Regions from separate parts of the Mus musculus genome. Here all the other regions are linked to region 3. A link is a contact called in public promoter capture Hi-C data. All regions are on one chromosome and are shown on one strand. The core of a region is the stretch at or near the end of the contact, and the rest is flanking DNA. Distances in the headings are between cores, read along the strand shown. Region 1 has its middle 29 kb from the start of Gm34413. Region 2 overlaps Acsf3 (acyl-CoA synthetase family member 3). Region 3 holds the start of Trhr2 (thyrotropin releasing hormone receptor 2).

Evidence for each region. Promoter capture Hi-C pulls out the DNA fragments that hold promoters and counts their contacts.
Region 1: a promoter capture Hi-C map of trophoblast stem cells shows a contact between it and region 3, with 5 times the contacts expected there. The contact joins the enhancer-like site here to the promoter of Trhr2 in region 3. A contact is called at or near these places in 7 of 39 promoter capture datasets (the 3T3-L1 cell line, cranial neural crest, embryonic stem cells and 4 more), 1 of 484 Hi-C or Micro-C datasets (bone marrow-derived macrophages), 2 of 115 datasets of contacts at active chromatin or transcription factors (both in embryonic stem cells) and 1 of 9 other capture datasets (embryonic stem cells).
Region 2: a promoter capture Hi-C map of stem cell-derived epiblast-like cells shows a contact between it and region 3, with 2.5 times the contacts expected there. The contact joins the enhancer-like site here to the promoter of Trhr2 in region 3. A contact is called at or near these places in 2 of 39 promoter capture datasets (liver and stem cell-derived epiblast-like cells), 1 of 484 Hi-C or Micro-C datasets (embryonic stem cells), 1 of 115 datasets of contacts at active chromatin or transcription factors (pancreatic cancer cells) and 1 of 9 other capture datasets (embryonic stem cells).

The regions. Positions count from the first base shown.
Region 1 is chr8:122,063,976-122,066,847 of GRCm38.p6, forward strand. It overlaps a transcript of Zfp469 not described here. Among named protein-coding and RNA genes, the nearest start is that of Gm34413, 29 kb to the right of the region's middle. Within about 2 kb of position 1,411, at least 19 of the 459 cell types and tissues checked have an H3K27ac peak or open chromatin away from gene starts, as enhancers often do. A contact at or near this core is called in trophoblast stem cells, where this site is marked.
Region 2 is chr8:122,813,209-122,816,484 of GRCm38.p6, forward strand. Acsf3 (acyl-CoA synthetase family member 3) reads left to right here. Exons shown (of 10, transcript NM_144932.4): 9 at 352-463. Among named protein-coding and RNA genes, the nearest start is that of Gm35466, 8.6 kb to the right of the region's middle. Within about 2 kb of position 1,678, at least 25 of the 459 cell types and tissues checked have an H3K27ac peak or open chromatin away from gene starts, as enhancers often do. A contact at or near this core is called in stem cell-derived epiblast-like cells, where this site is marked.
Region 3 is chr8:122,361,448-122,364,304 of GRCm38.p6, forward strand. It overlaps Trhr2 (thyrotropin releasing hormone receptor 2), which reads right to left and starts at 1,381. Exons shown (of 4, transcript NM_133202.3): 1 at 1,354-1,381; 2 at 1-32.

The DNA of each region.
Region 1 (2,872 bases), core at 161-2,660, 300 kb before region 3:
TCCCCGTGGTGGTGGTCCCCGTCAGCTTTCCTCCTGGGCCATCCAACAGCCCTGCCTTGGAGGGAATCTGTTTTCCTGTAGTTCTGAAATCACGTTCCATGCCCTGGGCTCCAGTGTGCGGTTGATCATGGTCCAGTGTGCATTTATCAGACTTGGGGAGATGCAGGCAGGTGCCTCTGGCTCCACAGAACAGAACCCACTGGCATTTTGTGTGTACTTCCTGTGGGTGATAGGCACAGGGCCTGGGCTTGGCTGTGTCCTCTCCTATTCTGCTGGCAGGGACTTGGCCCCTGTTTGGATTCACCTCTACAACTTGTCGGTAGGTGGCTTGGGCTCTTGCTGCTCACACGGGTCACAACAGTATTAGGTAGGATGCACATGCGATCTCAGAGCAGCTTGTACCCAGCCACACCTTCAGGGGAGCTAAGGACAGAGGCTTCAATCACCATCCCTGTGAGGCCTGTCTTCTGTGGGGACACTCCCAGCCTCTCCATCTGCTTTGAATCACAGCCTGGGGTGCTGATGCTCCGTGGCTGCTTGCATCCACATGTTTTGGAAATTACCCTCCCGCAGCCCAGCCTCACAATGACCTCAGCTGGCTGCCGTTCACTCGGGATAGGACTCTGCTTCACAACAGGCCTGTGCCTGCTTGCAGCCCAGGGGCACCTGGATCCATCCCTCTGCACCCAGGTACCAGGGAGTCTGTAGGTCTGTCCCTATACTGTTGGTCACTGGCTATGCGGCCTGTACTGTACTCTCTGTCACCAGTACCCGAGATGGCTGACTGGCATTGTCACTCTGTCTTTTTGTGACATTGAGTGATTAGATCTTTCCCACAGTGGAAAACACTGCACTCCAGTGTCACATACTCATGGGAATTTGAGAGACCAGAGCCCTATCCAGCTCTACCACCATTGTGGAAACACTTTAGAGATGCTTAAGGAGTCTGCATCTCACTCTCGTGAATGTTTGCAGTGACCATGGATGTCTCTGTGGCCAATAAAATGGAAACATCCAGAATGGATGCCGTAGACAGGTGAGAAGGGCAACGTGGGTATCTGGGACTAGGCGGCAAGGTGGCCTGTGAGTCTGGGTTGTACCTTAAGCTCACTTTGCAGCCGTGATTGGAGGGCACAGAAGCAGTGTCACACACGCGAACACATCTGCAGAGGGTGCTGTCGAGTAGCTTTTTGGGCAGCACTACAGAGAATCCATTCTCATGAAGATCGGTGCATCCCCACCTAGAAGATCCTGCACATCCCAGGATCAGGTCCTCCTGGAGGGTCAGGTATGGCCATACTGGCTGTGCTACCTGAAGTTTCACCGAGGAGTGTCCCTCCTCTGTGCCCCTGGGGCAGTTCACAGCTGCACAGCCACACAGGCCCGCCCTTTCTGGGCGTGGCTGTTACTTTCAGCCTGCTAGCAACCTGACCAGTGTCTCATGCTGACTGTGTCTCACTCTGACCACGTCTACAGTGTCCACGTCTTTAATCTCAGCCAGGAGGGAGAGGGCTGCTAGGTGAGAATGAAGCAGACTGCAGCCCAGAGCTGGTGAGGATGCATGGGAAGGTCTAGTCTCTGTGTCCTTGTAGGAAGCAGTTTTCCAGTTGTTCTGAGAGATTCAAGGCAGGACTCAGGGTGCACCTTCAGGATAGGAAATGCTCTCTCCACTTCCATGGCAGATGGGGAGCATCATGGTGGGCCCGGTGAAGGTTTGAGTCCACCGACTGGCTCGTACTTGTCATCAGGGAAGCAAGCTTACCTGCAGCCATCCTTGCGGACCTGCACATTGTGATTATCCTCCTGTGTGATTATACACATCTGTACTGTCTTCTTTCTCCTTAAAAAAAAAACAAAAAAACAAAAAAACAACAAAAAAACCCAAAACAAAACAGTTACAACTTCACTCATGTGTACCTAGACACAGGTACACGTGAATAAAAAAATCAATTCTTTAATAATTACACAGGTATTCAAGGGTCCCCTAAAATCTTCTATGCACCAGTTTCTATGTTGGTAGCCCAGCTGAGCTGACATCCTTTCTGAAGAGTGTTGCTCTCTTTGGGATGGCCCAGGTGACAGACCACTTCTGACAACCGACAGAGAAAGGCTGCTGACCTTTTTCCTGGCTGTGACCAAATGTCCCATAAGAAGCAGGTTGAGGGGAGAGGGCTCGGGCATCATGGAGGGAAGCATGAGAGCAGCAGTGCAGGGCGCTCGCTTTCGTGGGGGCAGATCTAGTGCTCCGACAGGAACACCAGAGTACATGTCTCTTTTCTCCTCTCCCCTTTTTATCCAGTCCAGGACCCCAGTACACGGTACGGCACTGTGCACATTCATGGCAAGCCTTCCTCAGTAAATCCTATCTGGAGAAGCCCTCAGAGACACACCCAGAGGTGAACGCCATCAATACGCAGGCATCCTTCCCCCTTTAAAAGTAATAGTTTCATTTCTTCTTTGAGAATCTAATACATGTGTGCAGTGTATTGTGAGCTTACTCCGTACCTCCCCCTCCTCCAGTTCTGCCAGGGTCTTGTGTTCTCCTTCTCTCCTGAGTTCATGGACTCATGAATAATAATAATAATAATAATAATAATAACAATCAACAGACCCTCGAGTCCAGTTAGTGCTGCCCACAGTGCATGAGTGTGGGGCCAGCCTCTGTGGCATGTGCAACCCACCCTCACCCTCACCCCCAGAGAAAAGTGACTCTCCCTTCCTCACTAGCCACACTGACACTATGACTGGCTTGATCTTGTTCAGGACTCGTGTAGGCAACCCCAGCTGCTGTGAGCTGACATGTTTCAGAGCTTCCCTCCCTGTCTCATACTCTCTCTGCTTCTGTGAAGTTCCCCATGCTTACGCCAATGAC
Region 2 (3,276 bases), core at 428-2,927, 450 kb after region 3:
GACTGTCAGGAGCCTCCTCCACCTGCTACTAGGGCTCCTGTGAAATGTGTCTATGCTCCCTCTGTACCCTGCACACAGCAACATAATGGCTATTCCAAGCTGCTCCCTGCTGCACTAGCACGGCCTGCAGGCCTGGCCAGAACGCACAGCTGCTCTGCAGACCAAGCAAGAGCAGGCTGAGCCCCTAGAGATGCTTCCCACTCCCATGAGTGTCATCCCCACGGGTCTCACTCCAGGGGCTTGGGCACTGCAGCCAACAGCCCAACGTTACCACATATTCCTGCATGCTGTTCAGTCTGTGTGGTCATCAGGACCTTCCCAGGCATCCCCAACCTGTTCTGCTGTCCTCAGATGTCGCTGTAATTGGAGTTCCTGATATGACATGGGGCCAGCGGGTCACAGCTGTGGTTGCTCTTCAAGAAGGACATTCACTGTCCCACGGGGATCTCAAGGAGTGGGCCAGGTAGGGCTAAAGGGACTGTCCTGGGTTCTAGCGCATCTAAGGGAACCAACCACCTTGGAATCGGGGACAGAAGGGCCTGTCCTGGAGCGGGGAGGCTGGGTGAACCATTCTGGATTCTGGACGTGGGGAGGGTGAAGCCGAGAAGCCAACAGTGGGACCCGTGACTAGTTTGTCTCTTCCCTCATTAAATGTAGACTTGGCAGTAGGAAGGGCCTCTGCTGCAAACCGAGTTGGGAGACAGTGATAGTCTGAGGCAGAAATGTGTGTTCCTGGGACAGAAGCAGATATTTTGGTATCAACTTATAAACCCCAAATCATTTCAAGGCTTAGGACCCCCCAGCAAGTGCCTGACAATCCAGTGCCACACCGAGTACCCCTCCCCCCTCCCTATCCTGCCAGACTTGCTCAGGCCACCACAGGATGGCCTGGGCTTCGCAGCCCTGAGGACTGCCTGAGTGCCTCGCACCTTACTGCAGGGCCTCCCAAAGCCTGGGATTGCCTGGGCCTGTGCCCACAGCTCCCTTCTTAACCCAGGGCAGGGACGGATTCTCCCTGGTTCTTGTAGATCTTGGGGGTTTTTTGGGGGTGGGGGGTGGTGTTGAGACAGGGTTTCTCTGTAGCCCTGGTTGTCCTGGAACTCACTCTGTACACCAGGTGGCCTCCAACTCAGAGATCCGCCTGCCTCTGCTCCTCAAGTGCTATGATTAAAGGTGTGTCCCACCACAGCCACCATACTGCACTGGCTGGCTTGCCCCATGTTGTTTGTGGTAGACTCCAGTTTCTTTCATCTTAGTCCCTGGTGATTGCTGATATCCTCCCAGAACTCTCAGGACAGGAGACTCTCGAAGCTTCCACCGTGAGGAGAACTTCAGGATCCTTCTTTAAATCTGAGTTCCCTCCACTCTGCTGTCTCCTCACACACACACCCCCGCCCCCACCCCGACTTGCCTTCTCTATTTTTGGCTCGTCCAAAGAGACTTTACAGGCAGCAGGGGTCCTCGTTCATCAGGGCCACACAGCTGGGCAATTACTGATTCCCTGGATTCACAAAGTCACAGTTGGAGCTCCACAGCTTAGCAGAGGCAGCAGTCTGCTTGGCCGGTTGCTGCTGTGATTAAACAATTACTTTTTTGAGAAGAGAAACACAGGCATCCTCTGCTGAGAGCCAGTGTGGCTGTTGGATGGAGGCCCCACGTTGGCCTGAATCCCTCAAGCCATGGTCTGTGTCCACAGCTTGGTGGCTCCTGCGCTCTGAGTGCTTCCCCCAGGGCCTGTGTCTGCCGCTGAAGTCAGGCTCCTTGCTTGGGTGTTCAGGCTCATGGTGACTGTAAGAAGACCTGAGAAGAGGGCCAAGGGTTAGAGCATTGGGGAGCTGGAGCTGTGTACAGGGGGACAGTGCAAGAAAGATCGCCAGGCACTGCCGAGCTGTCCTAAGACATTTTGTCCCCACAGTGAGTAGCTTTCCCACCAGTTGTTCTTGGGGTTAGGGACCTGAGGAGAGACCCCACACACACACTTGAAACCACAGCCCTACCTAGTCCCCAGGGAACAGCGTCTGAGTTCCCCGGTGCTCGTCCTGTGAGCAAGGCCGTGTGGCCCAGTGATCATCACCCTTGTGTGATGTCCAAGTCCATGCTTGGTGAATGCTGCCTCAGGCCAGGGCTGTGCTGTCCAGTTGCCATTGGAGAGGCGGGTGGGAAGGACAGAGAGCAGAGCTCTCATCCTGAGGTTGCAGTCGGCTAATAGGAGTTCCAGAAAGAGACAGTGTCAGGAGGGGACACCAACAAAGAACCAGGTTTTCTCCATGTTGACTGAAAGAGAAGTGGCCACAGTGGCACAGGCCTGGAGCAAGTTCAAGGCCAGCCTGGGTGGCCCTGGTGACCCAGATGAGAAAGAGAAGGAGGTTTGGGAAGAAGCACAGAGAACCCAGGTGTCACTGTGTCCACCTGTGTTATCCACCTTCTGTGAGGTAGTGTGTACCTCACAGCAGCCCAGTGATTGTCAGGAGGTCCACACAGCCCCAAGTTGTCCTCCTTGTAGTTGGAAGAACCAGTGATATGCATAAATTACCAGAACTAATATGAGAGCCAGGCTGAAGAGCTCTGTGTCTGTGAAGCTGAGTCCCAGCTAAAAAACCACAAGGCAAATGCCAGGCCCAGAGCACCTCAGGGGACACTGCCCAAAGTGCATACAAGTCCATTCCCATTAGGAGGGACACTCCCACCTCACTTCATGGGACCCAAACCAGACAAGAAACCCAGACCAGTTTCCTGTCAGACAGACACAAAATGCTTAACCAAATGCTAGAAATTAGGTCCTATTCACAAAAGAGCCAACACATCCTGATCGTGTGGCACTTACACCAGAAACGGGAGGTTAAACATTGAGAAACCCAGCCGCGTGCGTGGGGTGTTTACAGAGTGAGAGCCCTGCTGTCAGTTCAGTAGACACGGAGCGTGCATTTCTAGATGCTCATGTCACTTGCAGGGACTCTAGCAGTACCAGAGAAGGAACATTCCTGAGCTGAGGGAGGGGCTCTGAGGACCACTGCAGTTGAGACTGTGTTCAGGGGTTAGAACTCACTGCCACCTCTTCCCAGTCCCACCGGGAAGGGAGTTCATCTTGGGCTGCGAGTCCAGGCAGTGGGCAGGCTGTGCCTCTATCTGGAGCTGTGTCAGCCGGTCACTTCAGCCAGTTGTACAGGTTTGTACCCAGTCCCCACATTACACTGCAATGGACCGCCCTGTAAATCCTGCCCAGTTTAGTTTCTACACAGAGAAATACACAGGCCAGGTAAACTTAACAGGACAAGA
Region 3 (2,857 bases), core at 131-2,630:
AGATCCACAGAGTACCAGCTTCCTGGCGATGGCTACAAAGGATTTGTTGGGGATCCAGTTAAGGCAGGCACCAACATGGGAGCAAAATGGGGGTTTAGCTTAGAGTGCACATACATGTTCCTGCTACAACTGACATGCAGGGCAAACGTACCACACTGCATACAAACAGAACACAAGATTAAATATACTTCAAAGACACAAACACACACATCTCAACATACAACACACCAACATACACACACACTTCTCTATGCAACACACTCAGCAGACAGACACACACATACACCAAACACTACACTCAGCCCTACACACCCACACACCTCAATGCTTGCACCCTGCCAGTGTGATTGCCTGTAGACACTGCAGAGCCCAGCACCATATAAACCCCAGGATGACCTGAGGCTCAGTCCCACACTGCACTATGATAGCCCTCAGGACAGGCACCAGATCATCAGAACAAGCGTGGGGGGGCGGGGGGGGGGCTCATGGAGAAGCTGCCTCCACAGATGCTGCCCACACACAGCTGTATACATGCAGCACAGAGCACATGTGTATAGCCACCCAGCACACATGCACACACAATGTGCCTGTGCCTCCACACGTGCACTGCACCTTTGCACATGGAAGACGTCTACACCCACTTGAGCATACATCCAGGTATGCATACACACACACAGAAATACAAGCCAAAAATCATACCCAACACACAATGACTGCCCACACAGGCATTACAGACCTTACACATGTGTGCAACACATGTTCTGTGTGCATACATGACATTTAGCCCTGATGTGAATGCCCTGTGTGCTGTGCTCACAATATATGATGGACACACACACACATACACACACACACACACACACACACACATCCCACAGGCTGACTTTCCTCAACCTAGACATATACACCGTCCACCCTCATATTCCCGCACAGACACATACACCACATGCCTGCTCCTACAGACAAATCCACACAGCTGGAACATTCCTGGCTGGTGGAGCAGAGGAGCCGAGATCTGCAGGCTCTAGCAGCTGCTTCAACCCCAGTAGCTCTTTCTCTACCGTCAGCAAGACACTGTAAACCAGGGCTGAATCCAGAGACCTCACAGAGCTCTTCCAGATGTGGAAGCCAGAGCTGCAGAGGCCCACCCCTGATGCCTTACCTCCAGGGACTCTCATTTGCTACCACACCCATTTAGCCCCGATGTGAATGCCCTGTGTACTGTGCCCACAGTATAGGGCACACACACACACACACACCTCAGTGAGGACCACTGCATACAATGTCCCAGCAAGAACTGCCCCCCCATAGCCCCTAGACCCCCTGAGAAACTTCTAAGGTCAGAGAACTCACCTAGTGAAGACTCAATGCATTTTCCTCTTTCCAGGTTGGGCTAAGTGGGGGGGTGGGGAGGGGAGGGATAAGAGAAAGGAAGGAGGGGAGGGAGAAGGGGGGAGCAGAGAATGAGTAGAAGGAGGTGGAAGTAAGGAGGGAGGGAGGGAAAGAGAGAGGGAGAGAGGGAGAGAGACGGAGAGGGAGGGAGACAGAGAGGGAGGGGGGAGGAAGGGAGGGAGAGAGAGAGAGAGAGAGAGAGAGAAAGAGAGAGAGAGAGAGAGAGAGAGAGAGAGAGAGAGAGAGAGAGCCCAAGCTTCAATCATTCCGTGGAAGGCGGCTTTACCTTCTGCTGACTGCAGTATTACACATGTGCGCGTGTGCACCTCACACAGCCTCACCAACTTCTCCCAGCTCCTCGGCTCCCCTCTCACCCTCCCTCTGCAGAGCAGGGAGTCCCAGGGCCAATCTGTACCAACATCAGCAGCCTAGGTCTCTCCAGCAGGGGGGCGGGGAGGGGAAGCATGGACACTGTCCTCTTGGGCTTGGGTGGGTGAGTGCTCCGGTTCATCTGGCTGGCAGGGAGTCCTGCTACAGAGCAGAGCAACTCTCTACCTGACAGAAAGGAGGAGGACAATGAGCCCAGAGAGGAACCTGAGGAGTGGGGCCAAATCCCCAGTGGCCAGCTAAGAAGGCAGCTCCAAGCCGAGCCCCTATGGATGACCTAGCCCCAGGGTCCATGAGAGACCAGACTAGGAAGGGGCTAGACTGGGCAGAGGGACAAGGGGGACTCCATCCATGTGACTCTGAGGAAGCCATTATCCTGACTGGATGAAGACTTCAAGTTCAATCTTTTGGGGGGTGGAAGGGCGAGTGGGCACCCACACTGTAGTAAGTAACCCAGACATCTAACCCATGCTCTGCAGAGAGGACCAACAAACTCATTGGGCCTTCCCAGTAAACTTTGGTGGAATTGTGCCTCAGTTTGACCTTGGGACCCTTGGAGGCGATGTTTACCTCTCGTCCTGGGAAGGAATTTTGGCAGCACAAGTGCGTGCTTTGGAAGGGCGATGATGTCACCCATAATTTGGAGACATGACACAAATTGTTGCATGGGGAGGGGCCAGGTTGTTTACAGAGAAAATCTTGACCTGTTGGTTTATCTGTACAGGGTTTGTGGGAGAGCGACAAGGGAATGGAGATTACTGAGATATCCAAGTCAGGTGAATACGTGATGGGCACGTCTGTGGCATACCTGCCTGATGGGTGGGATTCGCATAGCAAGCAGAGATGCTTTGAGAACAGATATTACACGCCCTGGGGGGACGCATCAAGGATGGAGGTATCAGCAAACAGCTGATAGCACAGGCAGCCTGGAGGGAGACAGGGAGAAGAGGCTGGCCTTTCTATATCAGCCTGAGACTTAGCAGTAGGACCAGATGAGAGAGAGTACATGGAGATGTTGGCCTGTTGCTTTTTATGTCTGGGGGGGGGGGGTCAAAAGGGAATAGCACCTGTATTCGAC